2 separate regions of the Mus musculus genome follow, and region 2 is linked to region 1. Evidence: chromatin contacts called from public HiChIP or PLAC-seq data. All regions are on one chromosome and are shown on one strand. The core of a region is the stretch at or near the end of the contact, and the rest is flanking DNA. Distances in the headings are between cores, read along the strand shown. Region 1 overlaps Gm12052 (predicted gene 12052). Region 2 has its middle 44 kb from the start of Xpo1.

Region 1 (6,519 bases), core at 2,412-4,911:
TCTGGTGTCAAGAACTTTAAAAGAATAAATGTGTGCTGTTTTGAGGTATTGAGTTTGTAGCTTTTTTAAAAAAGCAGCAGCACTGAGGTAATGTGTTGCTTCCCACTCAGTAGTGAGTTCTTAGAATTAAGTGGCTAATGAACAAGACAAACCCCATTTCCATCCCCAGGGAGTTTTATCTGCCATCTCCTGAGCTTTAAAATATTGCTGGCAAATTCTTAGATAGGGTAGCAGAGAAGACAAGGAACACATCAAAAAGACTAGCCCGTAGACATGCAACAAACAAACAAACAACAGCAACGAAGAACAGATTTCACACCTGCTGGGCAGCTACAGTCAAAGTGACAGGGGCAAGCAGTTTCTTGTTTGTTTGTTGTTGTTTGTTTATTTTGCTTTTTTGATGACTTGGAGAAGCCCAGTCCGCACACACTGTTGGAGGGACTCTATGGCATACCCAACCTGGAAAGTAGCTTGGCAATTTCTTTTAAAACTGAGCATACATAACCGGATCACTCGGCACTGTGTTCCCAGGAGTAGCTGCCAGGGATTGAAGCCATTAGAAGGTTCATTCGATCTAAACTCCACTGCGGGTGCTCGCACAGCGCACTCCTCGATACCTGCCTGTACTGGCTAGTTTTGTGTCAACTTGACACACCTGGAGTTATCACCGAGAAAGGAGCTTCAGTTGAGGAAATGCCTCCATGAGATCCAACTGTAAGGCATTTTCTCAATTAGTGATCAAGGGGGAAAGGCCCCTTGTGGGTGGGACCATCTCTGGGCTGGTAGTCTTGGTTCTATAAGAGAGCAGGCTGAGCAAGCCAGGGGAAGCAAGCCAGTAAGTAACATCCCTCCATGGCCTCTGCATCATCTCCTGCTTTCTGACCTGCTTGAGTTCCAGTCCTGACTTCCTTGGTGATGAACAGCAGTATGGAAGTGTAAGCTGAATAAACCCTTTCCTCCCCAATTTGCTTCTTGGTCATGATGTTTGTGCAGGAATAGAAACCCTGACTAAGACACTGCCCAAATGTTTTAGATTCACGAATGAAAGACACACACACACACACACACACACAGCCTCATTTTTAATATGCCCTAAGCAGCCAGGAGCTGGGTCACTACCCAGATGCTTACATGGCTGTACACTTCGTCTCCTGCAGCTCTTAGGCATGACTTTCCTGCTTCCCCATGGTTCCCTTGCCGGGAAAATCTAAGGTTCCCCCCTCTGTCTCCCTGTCCAGCCACTGGCCACTGGCAACTTTATTTACCAATTACAGCCAACTGTGGGCAAGGACCCTCAGAGTCTTACAGACAGACGTACAGGTTCCCATGTGATTTGGGAAACTGAATTAACACAAATAGCATTAGATCCAGTCCACAACAAGGATTCAACTGAGATAACTAAATACATGTATGTAAAACCACCTACACGAATATACATGCTTTGTACATAATAGCTACAGCCCAGAACCCATGGTCAACAGTGCATGGAAATGCAATGTATGTGAGTAGATTATTATCCACAAACCAAAAGGAACAGATCTCATACAGAATGCATAGACCACACTGGCTGAAAGACGCTGTACACAGAGGACTGAGTGTCACTTGATTCCACTTATCATAACCTGTTAAGATGCAAACCTAGCCAGGCTTGGTGGCACACACCCGGTATCAGGAAGCAGAGGCAGGGGCATTGTGATTTCAAGGCCAGCCAGCTCTGTATGAAAATGGTGTTACAGAATAGGCAAATCCACAGAGACAGAAAGATGGCCCATTGCCTGAGACCAGAGATGAGCCTAGGATTGGGGACCAGCCACAAGGGACAGAGGGTCAGTCTGAGGTGATGACTTTTAAAACCAGATTGTGTGGTGATTACACAGGACACTTAGAGCAAATACATCTTACTGTCCAAAAATTATACTTCAATTTTAAAAAGTCAACTCATCCCGTGGTAAGCCTTAAATCATACTTTAAGAGAGGCTCTTCAAAAAAAATATTCCAAAGCATTAAGTAGGACAGGAAGCCAAACAAGATGGGTTTCAGGGCAATAGCCCAACTCTTTTTTAGATCAATGTAGCAGTGATTTCCCCCACCAGCAACCCACTGGTGTAATGCTATCTTCACTTTGTTATTTCATTCATTCATTCTGTTTTATCTTTTCTTTTTTTCGTTTGTTTGTTTGTTTGTTTGTTTGTTTCTCGAGACAGGGTTTCTCTGTATAGCCCTGGCTGTCCTGCAACTCACTTTGTAGACCAGGCTGTCCTTGAACTCAGAAATCCACCTGCCTCTGCCTCTATTTTATCTTTTTGTGATACTGGGAATCAGACCAGACCCTCCCACATTTCTTACTTTTTGTTTTGAGGCTCAGGCTGTGCTTGAGTTGACCATCTTCCTGTGTCAGGGATCACAGGCCTGGGCCACCAGACTTGGCTCTATGCTGTCCTTTATGATCCAGAGAGACAAAGGAACAGAACTGTACATTGTTCACGTCCTACCTTGGCAAGAGCCCCAGCTGGAAGCCAGTACATGCCTCTTAATGCTGTAGTTCGTGCAATACTATATCTAGCCTGGTTCTTGAGCCTTCTTCAAGGCAGGCCTGGGACCTCACCCCAATCTAAAATACCTGGGTGTATCCAACTGGAGCAGTTGAGACACCACCCTGCATTCTTCTGTCTCTAGCCTACCCAGCCTGAAGTTGCTTGTATTGTAATGTTAAGTGCAGACCACCACCACCCCCACCACCCCCACCTAGAATCTACATATAGCCCTAATGACCCCAAGTTAATTCTGATTGGTGAATAAAGATGCCAACAGCCAATAGCTTGACAGTAGAGAAGTAGGTGGGGTTTAGGTTTCACAGGCTTGGCAGTAAAGGACTATGAAGAATTTAGAGCTTATTGTAAATATAAAGGCTGAGAGTGCGACTTTTACTGGGGAACTAGTTGGTTTAAGGTGGGGTTGAAACCATGGGCTTAGATTTTAAATGATTTTCTACAACAACCCAGCTCTTGCCTAGCTGCAGTTGGCCTTCTAAGCTGCTCCCTGGAGTGTCTGGATGCTGCGCAGGAAGCTGCTGGCACAAGGTCAGAGCTTATGTCGCCCGCCTTGTGTCTCCAAAGCCCTTAAAGCCAGCTCAGTTGCAGTTCCTAGGGAAAATGTCCCCTCTACCCCTCTAAAATCAAAATGAGGGTTTGATACACTGGAACAGATGACCAAATACGCAGCACAGAGATACACGCTGTGCACAGGGGCAGCTCAAGAAGGGGATCACTCACGAACGCTTCCTCAGTGGCATGGGAAATCGGGGAATCTAGCCATCCTGAGAGGTAGTGAATAATTTTCAAGGTAACTGAAGGTCCCAAAGACAAACAATAGAGGTAAATTAATCTCTCTGGTGTGGGCCAAAGCTGCAGGCAATAAATAGCCTGTGACAAAGTCTGAGTGTGATGACGTCCCTGGGCCTTCCCTGGTTGGCAGCATCTGTGGGAGGAAATCAAAGGCAGCTGTATCCTTTGGCCAACCTGATCATTAGGTAGATCAGAGACTACTTTTTTACTTTTTTTACTTTTCAAAGTAAAGCCTGTTCCAGCCTCTGCTGACCCAGGTACCTTTCATCAGCAAGTCAACATACCAGAGTGCTACATTTGGGAGGTAACATTCCTCGGATTCCTTCGACAAGTAAACGCCTTCTGTCTACAGAGCAGGCTCCTACCTGTCACTTCAGAAGCCATGGTCCCACCTCCAGAAACTTGGGGCCCTCGATACTTTCTTTCGTTCAAACTACTTTACAAGTTTTTTCTCCTATAATGTTCATAAAACACAGGCCCCTGCAAGCTCTGCTGTGTACCAGTCACCCTATTATCACAACCAAACAATAGAAAGGATATCACAGGCTGGAACCACACAGTCCAGTAGTCTCTCACAAAATGCCAAGTAGGCAGAGAATGGAATCACCCCTTTTTAAATATTAAGGAGACAAATGGCTAGAGTTTAAAAAGATGTGTGTGTGTGTGTTCGAAAGTGCATGCATGTACATGTCTGGCATGTGTGTTTGCATGTGTCTGTGCATGTTTCTTCTGTTTATGGTTGAGGTGTATAGCAGAAAAGCACAGACAATGGCCAAAAGAAAATCAAGACAGAATCTCTTCATAAACTAAAAGGCACAGCTGAGTAAGCTGCACCCGGAGACGCAGGGGAAAGCAACTGGGAGCCCCTCTCCGGCCCACAGGGAGGAGAGAAAAGTGCTGAGGGTGCGTTTTCCAGAGCAGGTTCCCAGTTCCTCAGTCAGTCACCCCATCACTGTGAGTCCTGAGATCTAGACAATGCCTCAACCTCTGGTCCAGCCCTCTTCTTAGCAAGATCATAAGGGAGGTGTCAAGATCACGAGACCGTGAGACAGGAAGTAAATGTCTCCACAGGTGATCTATCTGCCTTTTGTCACATGGCAGTTTTATAACAGCAGGAGAAGCTGCCCACGATTAGTAGAAACTTCCTGAAAGGGATGAGGGAACCATCGCTCTAGGCTGACTCAGAAGTCCACATCAATTATCAACTTTCTAGCGCAAGTCCTTTCTTGATATTATATTTGGCAAAACACTATTAAAAAAAAAATCTAGAGTCACAAGAGAACCTGAGGAACAACTGCACGCTCTGGCTAACTCCTGTCTGTCTACTGTGATCAGTCAGGAGCCCCATCCCAAGGACATGCTCTAAAACTAGGGCTTGCAAAAGAAAATCAGAGTGGCAGAGTTCTCTAGCACATTATTTTCCCATGTGTTCCAAAATCTGGAGCCGTCGGGAAGTGTTTGCTTAGGTGTTTGTGGCCAAAGGCACTAACATGTTATCTGGAAGCTGGCCTGCTCGTGTTTTGTAGGAAAATTCTAGCAATTCCTAAGCATGTAAAGGGTCATGCTATCCGTGGGCGAGGAGCATGCATGACATCGAGGATGCAGCAGTGGCTGGTGTCATTCAGAAGAACTAGGTTTGTCAGACCACTGTCCAATGGCCAGGCCCCCACTCTCCAGATTGTCACTAGATTCCACTACCACCCTTCTCCTCTCTTGCTCATCTCTGTGTTAGTCCCTAAGCACACCGGGTACAGCCCTGTCCCAGGCTTCCCTGTCACCTGGAAGCCTTTCTCCCCAGTGACTCTCTCCACGTCTTCTCACTGAAGCCTTCCCTCACAGCCTCTGAAAGGCTGTACTCTTCGTACACGCTTTACTCTGTGATTTTCCACATGTAGCACATCAACCCATCGATTCAACCCTTTACCTTGTCTCTCTCACTCCACTGAAATCCACAAGGGAAGGGATTTGCAGTTTAGGTTTGCCCTTGAATTTGCAGTGTCTAGAACAGTGGTGACCCCATAATGGAAATGTAATGAGTGTGTTGCATGAATGGATGAGTTAGGAGTAAACGTTTCCTTGGGCTGAGAGTTGAGCATAACTGTCACAATGAAGACTATGAAACATCATGGACCAGAAGCTGGTCCTCCAGGTGTGTGCAAGTGTGTTCATGTGTCATCATGCATGGTGACACACATCTGGAGATCAGATAACACTTGTGGGAGTCATTCTCTCCTTTTATCCTGTAGATCAGACCGTCAGCCTCCGAAGCAGTGCCTGTATCCACTGAACCAGCTCATCAAGAGCTTGAGACGTATGGGATGTGAAATGTGTGAGATGCGAAAGGAGAAGGAAGGACTCTCTGGGGAGGAAGAAAGGTAACAGAAGGACAGAAGGAAGGAGGAGGGCAGTGGGGTGAGAGCACTAACAATGAAGTTTAAGAACATATATGCATGTAAGTTCCATAATGTCAACTTTACAATGTAATCAAGAAAAGATCTTTATTTATTTTGACTCACTGTTCTGGTCCAAGGTCAAGAGGCTACATCTGCCTTCTATCTGGCAGAGTCCGAAGGTGGTACAGGACATCACAGCTCTAGAGATAGTAAGTATGCATCCTCCCGTACTCTACAAGCAAACCAAGTTCTGTTCTGTTGTTCACAGTCAGGATTCATGGTCATTGTGAGTTTTCAAAACGGACAAACCACAGCATCTCTCATTTTCAAATGTCTGGGAATTTAGTTGTTCTTGTCATTTCTTTTAATTTTTTTATTTTTATTTTAATTTTTGTTTTGTTTTGTTTTGTTTTGTTTTGTTTTTCGAGACAGGGTTTCTCTGTGTAGCCCTGGCTGTCCTGGAACTCACTTTGTAGACCACGCTGGCCTCGAACTCAGAGATCCACCTGCCTCTGCCTCCCAAGTGCTGGGATTAAAGGAGTGCACCACCACGCCCAGCATCTTTTCTTTTCTTTTCTTTTCTTTTCTTTTCTTTTCTTTTCTTTTCTTGTCTTGTCTTGTCTTGTCTCGTCTCGTCTCGTCTCGTCTCGTCTCGTCTCGTCTCTTCTCTTCTCTTCTCTTCTCTCCTCTCCTCTCCTCTCCGCTCCTCTCCTCTCCTCTCCTCTTCTTTTCTCTTTCCTCTTTCTTCTTCCCTCTTCCCTCTTTCCTCTTTCTTCTTCCCT
Region 2 (6,519 bases), core at 1,376-3,875, 590 kb after region 1:
GGGTTCTTAAACGCTTCAACCTCCCTTTTAGCCCACCACCCAGCAAAGGTCATGGGGAAAGATAGGAAACAGAGTTGTGGACCTCTTATAGAAACAGTTCTTTGGGGGTGATTCCAATCTTTGTTGTCTGAAGTCCTTTAGCAAAGCACAGACACAAATCATCAGCAGATGCACTCCAATCCACTCGGCAATCACCACGCATGAACTGCAGTTCCAGCCAGAAGAAACCGTGAGGCTCAGTAAAGCGGCCTGTGTGGCAGAAGAACAAGAAGTCACCAGAACATCAGAAGTTCTTTGGTGAGTTACTCTCTATGAAGTCATGCCAAGGGAAGACCAGCAGAGTGATGCCAGGTGAACCAATACAACAGCATCATCAGTGACAACTAGCAAGGTGAGCCAATGTCAGAGCCCCTCCCACCGTCTGTGGGGTCACATCCCATGTCCACTTCAGCAAAACATGTCTTACATGTGCCTGCTGCAATATTCTAAACTTCCTTTCACCTGTCTGCCCCAGGAAACATCATATGACACAATTGAATTTCCAAAGAAACCAGAAATTTCCACTTCAAACCTTTATTTATTTATTTATTTATTTATTTTGTTTTTTTCGAGACAGGGTTTCTCTGTGTAGCCCTGGCTGTCCTGGAACTCACTCTGTAGACCAGGTTGGCCTCAAACTCAGAAATCCTCCTGCCTCTGCCTGGGATTAAAGGTGTGCGAGACCACTGCCCGGCCCTTCTTTTATTTTTTTAGATGATTTATTTATTTATCTATGTGCGTATGAGTTTGTGTAAGTGTATGTGCACATGTGTATACAGGTACAGACACCTGAAGGCATCAGGTATCTTGTCTATCATTCTCAGCTTATTCCTTTTTTAATTATTATGGAATATTTTTTCTTTATGTGTATCTGTTTACTGTGTCTGTGCCTGATTACTGCAAAAGCCAGAGGGAGGCATCAGAATCCCGAGACCTAGAGTTACAGATGTTTGTGAACCACCTTGTAGGTGTTGCGATTCAAACCTAAGTCCTTTGGGAAAACGGCCCAGTGCTCTTAACCACACGGCCATCTCTCCTGCCTCTTGGCAGAGTTTCTGCCTGAACCTATAGCTCGTATTCTCTGGGCTAGGCTGGAAGCCAGCCACCCTCAGAGATCTTCCAGTACCAGCTCCACTCACACCTGGGTACGTACTGAACACACAGCTTTTTATGTGGCTGTTGGAATCAGAACTCCAGTCCTCCTGGTTGTGAAACAAGCACTCCTAACTGCTGAGTCAACACTCTACCCTCAATTCCCAACTTAATTCTTTTTTTTTTTTTTTCTTTAACCTTCATTTCGAAGTTTATGTTGTAGCACTTTGTTTCAATATAATGTAACTTACTGATCAGGACTGTTTATAAATGTAACACTTGGCCTATGTGTAAGTGTGTATGTATACACATATGTGTGTATGTATACACACATATGTGTGCTCATGGAGGCCAGAAACCATGAGTCGCCTGATGTGAACACAGGGAACAAAATTCTAGTCCTCTGAGACAGGATCTCACCAAGTAACTCTGGCTGGCCTGCAACTTGCTATGTAGACCAGACTGACCTTAGACATGTCATAGAGATCCACCTGTGTCAGACTCCCATATACTGGGTTAAAGGTATCTGTCACCACCCAGTCTATCCCCCCCCCTTTAAATTAAAAAAAAAACAAAACAAACAAACAAACAAAACAAACAAACAATCAGTATGTTAAGTGAAAAACCATGTTGTCTTACTACATGCTCAGAAAACTGTCTACTTCTACATGAAGAGACTTTTCTGTATGGATTTGATTCGCTTCCCAGTGAAAGCTCCCTCCCGAGACACTTCTTTGGGATCAGTCCTGATGCTCTCCTTATATAAGTAATAATACAATTTTACCTCTTAATTGTGTGTATTGACTTTGAGTCTACTGTGGTGTGGGGGAGGGACTGTGAGCTGTTGGGCTACAATTATGCACTGATCAAAATCCTTAGAATGGAGCAGAGTGGGCAGTGTCACATGACACCAGTGTTCCTTGCCTTCAGGAAGCTGCCACGGGGTGTGGTGGGGGGTGGGGTGGGGGTAGGGGGTGAGGGGATGAGGGCTGGAGGCAGTGTCCAAATTTCATATGTACATCTGATATGCTGGGTTTGATTTTAAATTTTTAAGTAACCAATTACTATGACTAGTTGCTTTATTCTACAGAGTGTGCCAACGACTCAGACAGAAGTGTGTTGTAGTTGGCTTGGTGGTACACACCTGTAAACCCAGTACTTCTGCAGGTGAAGGCAGAAGGCTCTCCAGTTCCAGGCCAGTCTCAGCTACAGGGTAAGACTCTGTCTCAAAACAAACAAGCCCCAATAAGTAGATCCCTTCGCTCCGCTTGAATGCCAGTGTTTATTCTTAGACGGAACAGTCCTTGGGAACTACAGAAATGCTCTTTTTGGAGAAAAGGAAGTTTAAAAACGGGTGCAACACTGTGAGTTGTGAACTAACGGGCTGAGCAGGGAAAACCCAGGCCCCGAGCAGAGGGGGAAGGCTGAGGTGGCCAGGCAGCGGAGGCAGGGGCGGGAGTGGACAAAGAAAGGAAACCCAGAACAATAGCGCCCCTCCACCTCTGCTCCCGGGAGGCGTGGCTGCCTCAAGGGTGGGATTGGCTCAAAACTGCATGGGGGATTAGAAGTTACCTCGCAGAGGCTTTTAAATATTTTCTGTGAATTCTAAATGTGGCTGAGGGAAGAGAAGCGTCTCCAGGACCAGGCGCTTCTTCAGGCCCCACTTTCTAACTTCACTGCCGCGAGATGGGGTCGCTGACGACAACACCATCTCAATTAGTCTCTTTCTTTGTTTTTATTTAGTTTTTTTTTTTTCTCTTTTCTTTTCTTTTCTTTTCTTTTCTTTTCTTTTACTTAGAATCTCACATAGCCCGGGCTGGGCTGAAACCTGCTGTACCCGAGGACGACCCTGAGTTTCCTGATTTCTTGACTTCTTCCCAAGCACTGAGATTCCAGACAGTGTGCCACCACACTCCCGTGTTTGCTTGACCATTTCTTTCTTTCTTTCTTTTTTTTTTTTTTAAAGATTTATTTTGTTAATATATGTAAGTACACTGTAGCTGTCCTCAGACACTCCAGAAGAGGGAGTCAGATCCTGTTGCGGATGGTTGTGAGCCACCATGTGGTTGCTGGGATTTGAACTCTGGACCTTCGGAAGAGCAGTCGGGTGCTCTTACCCACTGAGCCATCTCACCAGCCCTCTTTTTTTTTTTTTTAAGATTTATTTATTATTATATCTAAGTACACTGTAGCTGTCTTCAGATACACCAGAAGAGGGCGGCGGATTTCATTACAGATGGTTGTGAGCCACCATGTGGTTGCTGGGATTTGAACTCAGGACCTTCAGAAGAGCAGTCAGTGCTCTTAACCACTGAGCCATCTCACCAGCCCAGCTTGACAATTTCTATAGGGATCAAATTTAACAGTGATGTCATAAAATCTTTTCATAGAGAAAGCTGCTCTTAGACCTGCACTCTGGGGCTGGAGAGATGGCTCAGTGGTTAAGAGCACAGACTGCTCTTCCAGATGTCTTGAATTCAATTCCCAGCATCCACATACATGGTGGCTCACAACCATCTGTATTGGGATCTGAAGCCCTCTTCTGGTGTGTCTGAAGATAGCTACAGGATACTCATACATATAAAATAGATAAATAAATAAATTAAAAACAAAAACAAAAAACCTGCACTCTGCACTCCCAGTACTTGGCAGGCAGAAGGCTGAAGGTTTCTGCAGCATTCAGGCTGGCCAGAGCTGCAGAGCAAGATCCTGTCTAGTCTCAAACCTTCTTTCTATACAGTTAAGGATGACCTTGAACTTCTCATCTACCTGTTTCCCCCAAGTGCCAGGGCTGGTCACCAGCTAAAAATTTGCTGTTGCTCGGTTCAGTATACATGCCTGGCATTTGGGAGGCTTAAGCAGTAAGTCCCCGGCCAGCCTGATCTACAAAGCCGGGGAAGGCTCCATAATGAGATTCCATCCCAAAACCAAAGCAATTACAATACAGGACTGGAGAGACAACTCCATTAAAGTGCTATTCATGAACACAGGAGGATTAGTTTGGATCTCAGAACACATACAAACACCAGTAATTCCAGCACTGAAGGCAGAAATAGGGAACACCCCCCACAAAGCTGGTTAGTGAGCTCTGGGTTCACTTGAGAGACCCTGACTCAATGAATGAGGTGGACAGCTACTGAAGACACCCCTGACACCTACCCTGGGCCTCCACAGGCTTACACATCCATGTGCACACACTGAGGGAGATACAAATGCACATGAGTGTTTGCACCACACACGTACACAGGAAAACAAAAGAGTACTCTGTGTTGTTTGGATTGTTGTTTATCTCCATCTGAAAAGCGCTAGTGTGTTTTACCTTGCCTAAGTCAGAGTCGGGATTTCTCTAACGTGGGCACCTCATCTGGGGCTGCTGTTCTGCCAATGACCATATATGATCTCTCACCTGATTTTATCATGACGTTCTCATTGCAAAGGGGAGGTGTGAACCGACAGTTCTGGTCCCAAGCACTCAGAAGCTATTATTTAATCTCCTTTAGTTAATGCATGACTGTCGATACGTCATATGCTCAGGAGAAAGTAGCAAATTGGATCAACTGTATAGATCACTCTGGAAATAAAGAAATTAATTAAAATAAATTGGGTCACACTTAGTTATATTTCGGGCTGAATTCTTTGTTTATTCTAGTTTGTTTTCCTGGAGCCATTAGAGCAGGATCCTCCTGATGGATGGAGGGAATTCATTTGCACTGAGCTCCATTTGACCTAGGGGAGCCCTTTCCGAGTCTTTACCCATCCCACCATCGTTTTGCTCTATGTACACTATCAAAGCAAACTAGCCTTTTCACCTCAGGCCCTACCAGTGTTCACACAACAGTGTCTATGGTCATTGAGTAACCAGCACTTCTCAAAGTTTCAAGTGCCCATGAGTCTCCTGGGGATCACTTACCATACAGAATGCATGCTAGAGACATGCTCAGCAGTAAAGAGCACACACTACTCCTGCAGAGGACCTGAGTTAGGATCCCATCACCCACATCAATTGGGTCACATCTCCAGTTCCATGGGAATCCTATGGCCTCTGAAGGCATCTGCACTCATACACACATACCTACACACAGATACACACACACATCTTAAACATAATAATAAATAGGTAAATCATAGTAGAATACAGAATTTCTCCCTCCATCCTCTCTCTGTCTTTCCTTCTTTGTCTCTTCCTGAGATGTGATCTCTTGATGCAGTACTAGCTGACATGAAATTGCAATACTGCTCTTGCTTCCCAAGTATAGGGACTATAGACACATGTCACCAAAGCCTGGATAAGCATCTTAAATTTCTGTCTTTTGGGGGAGGAGAGTGTGATGGTGGGGCAAGACAGTTTCCCTATGTCACCCAGGCTGGCTTCAAACCAGACTGGCTTCAAACTCAAGAGATCCACTTGCTTCTGCATCCTGAATGCTGGGATTAAAGGCCTGAGCCACCAAGCCTGGCTAAAAATGTTCATTTTAACAAGTGCTCAATTGCTGCTTCTTTGTGCTCTATATCTAAATTAACAAGGGGATAAGCTGTTACATCTGTCACTAGGGTTTCTAACACCCTTTGGAAATGGATGTTATTTGTAATGAAAAACAACTAATTCTTTAATTAATAAACAAATACCCCTTTCATATTTCATTTGTGAACTACAACTGGAATGAAGGTCATACAACAAATGTGCAGGACACGAATATACAGGTTTGCTGGTGGCACTGGGAGACAGAAATAAACTTCTCTTTAGCGCATGGTTCTTCTGCTACAGCCACACCCACTGCAGCCAAGTGTGGAGGCACATACCTCTGAGCCCAGTACTTGGAAAGTAGAAGCAGGCAGATCTCCGTGTTCAAGGCCAATCTGATCTACAGAATGAATTCCAGGACAACCAGAGCTATAAAGAGAAACCCTGTCTTTAATTAAAAAAAAATTTTTTTTAAGTTGTTCTTTTTATGTTTTATCAAAACACTGTGACTAAAAGGAACTTGGGGAGAAAGGGGTTTTTCATCTGTTACTTGAGGGCATCAGAGCAGGAACTCAGGGCAAGAATCTAAAGCAGAAACTAGGGAGGAACATTGTTTACTGGCTAATGGCTCACCTGCCTGGGGGAGGTGTGGTGGCTACTAATGGTTGTCAGCTTGACTACATCTGGAAGGTGTGGAGGGCACACCTGTGATCCAGATCATTTTTTTAAAGATTTATTCACTTATTATGAGCACACTGTCACTGTCTTCATACACTCCAGAAGAGGTCATCAGATCCCATCACAGATGGTTGTGAGCCACCATGTGGTTGCTGGGAATTGGACTCAGGACCTCCGGAAGAGCAGTCAGTGCTCTTAACCACTGAGCCATCTCTCCAGCCCTGTGATCCAGATCTTGAGACTGAAAG

Evidence for each region. HiChIP or PLAC-seq counts read pairs in DNA pulled down with a chosen protein or histone mark.
Region 2: an H3K27ac HiChIP or PLAC-seq map of embryonic stem cells shows a contact between it and region 1, with 8 read pairs. The contact joins two enhancer-like sites. A contact is called at or near these places in 2 of 115 datasets of contacts at active chromatin or transcription factors (bone marrow-derived macrophages and embryonic stem cells).

The regions. Positions count from the first base shown.
Region 1 is chr11:22,618,445-22,624,963 of GRCm38.p6, forward strand. It overlaps Gm12052 (predicted gene 12052), which reads left to right. Exons shown (of 5, transcript NR_166746.1): 5 at 1-48. Among named protein-coding and RNA genes, the nearest start is that of Gm12052, 10 kb to the left of the region's middle. Within about 2 kb of position 3,662, at least 39 of the 459 cell types and tissues checked have an H3K27ac peak or open chromatin away from gene starts, as enhancers often do. A contact at or near this core is called in embryonic stem cells, where this site is marked.
Region 2 is chr11:23,208,761-23,215,279 of GRCm38.p6, forward strand. No RefSeq gene overlaps it. Among named protein-coding and RNA genes, the nearest start is that of Xpo1, 44 kb to the right of the region's middle. Within about 2 kb of position 2,626, at least 106 of the 459 cell types and tissues checked have an H3K27ac peak or open chromatin away from gene starts, as enhancers often do. A contact at or near this core is called in embryonic stem cells, where this site is marked.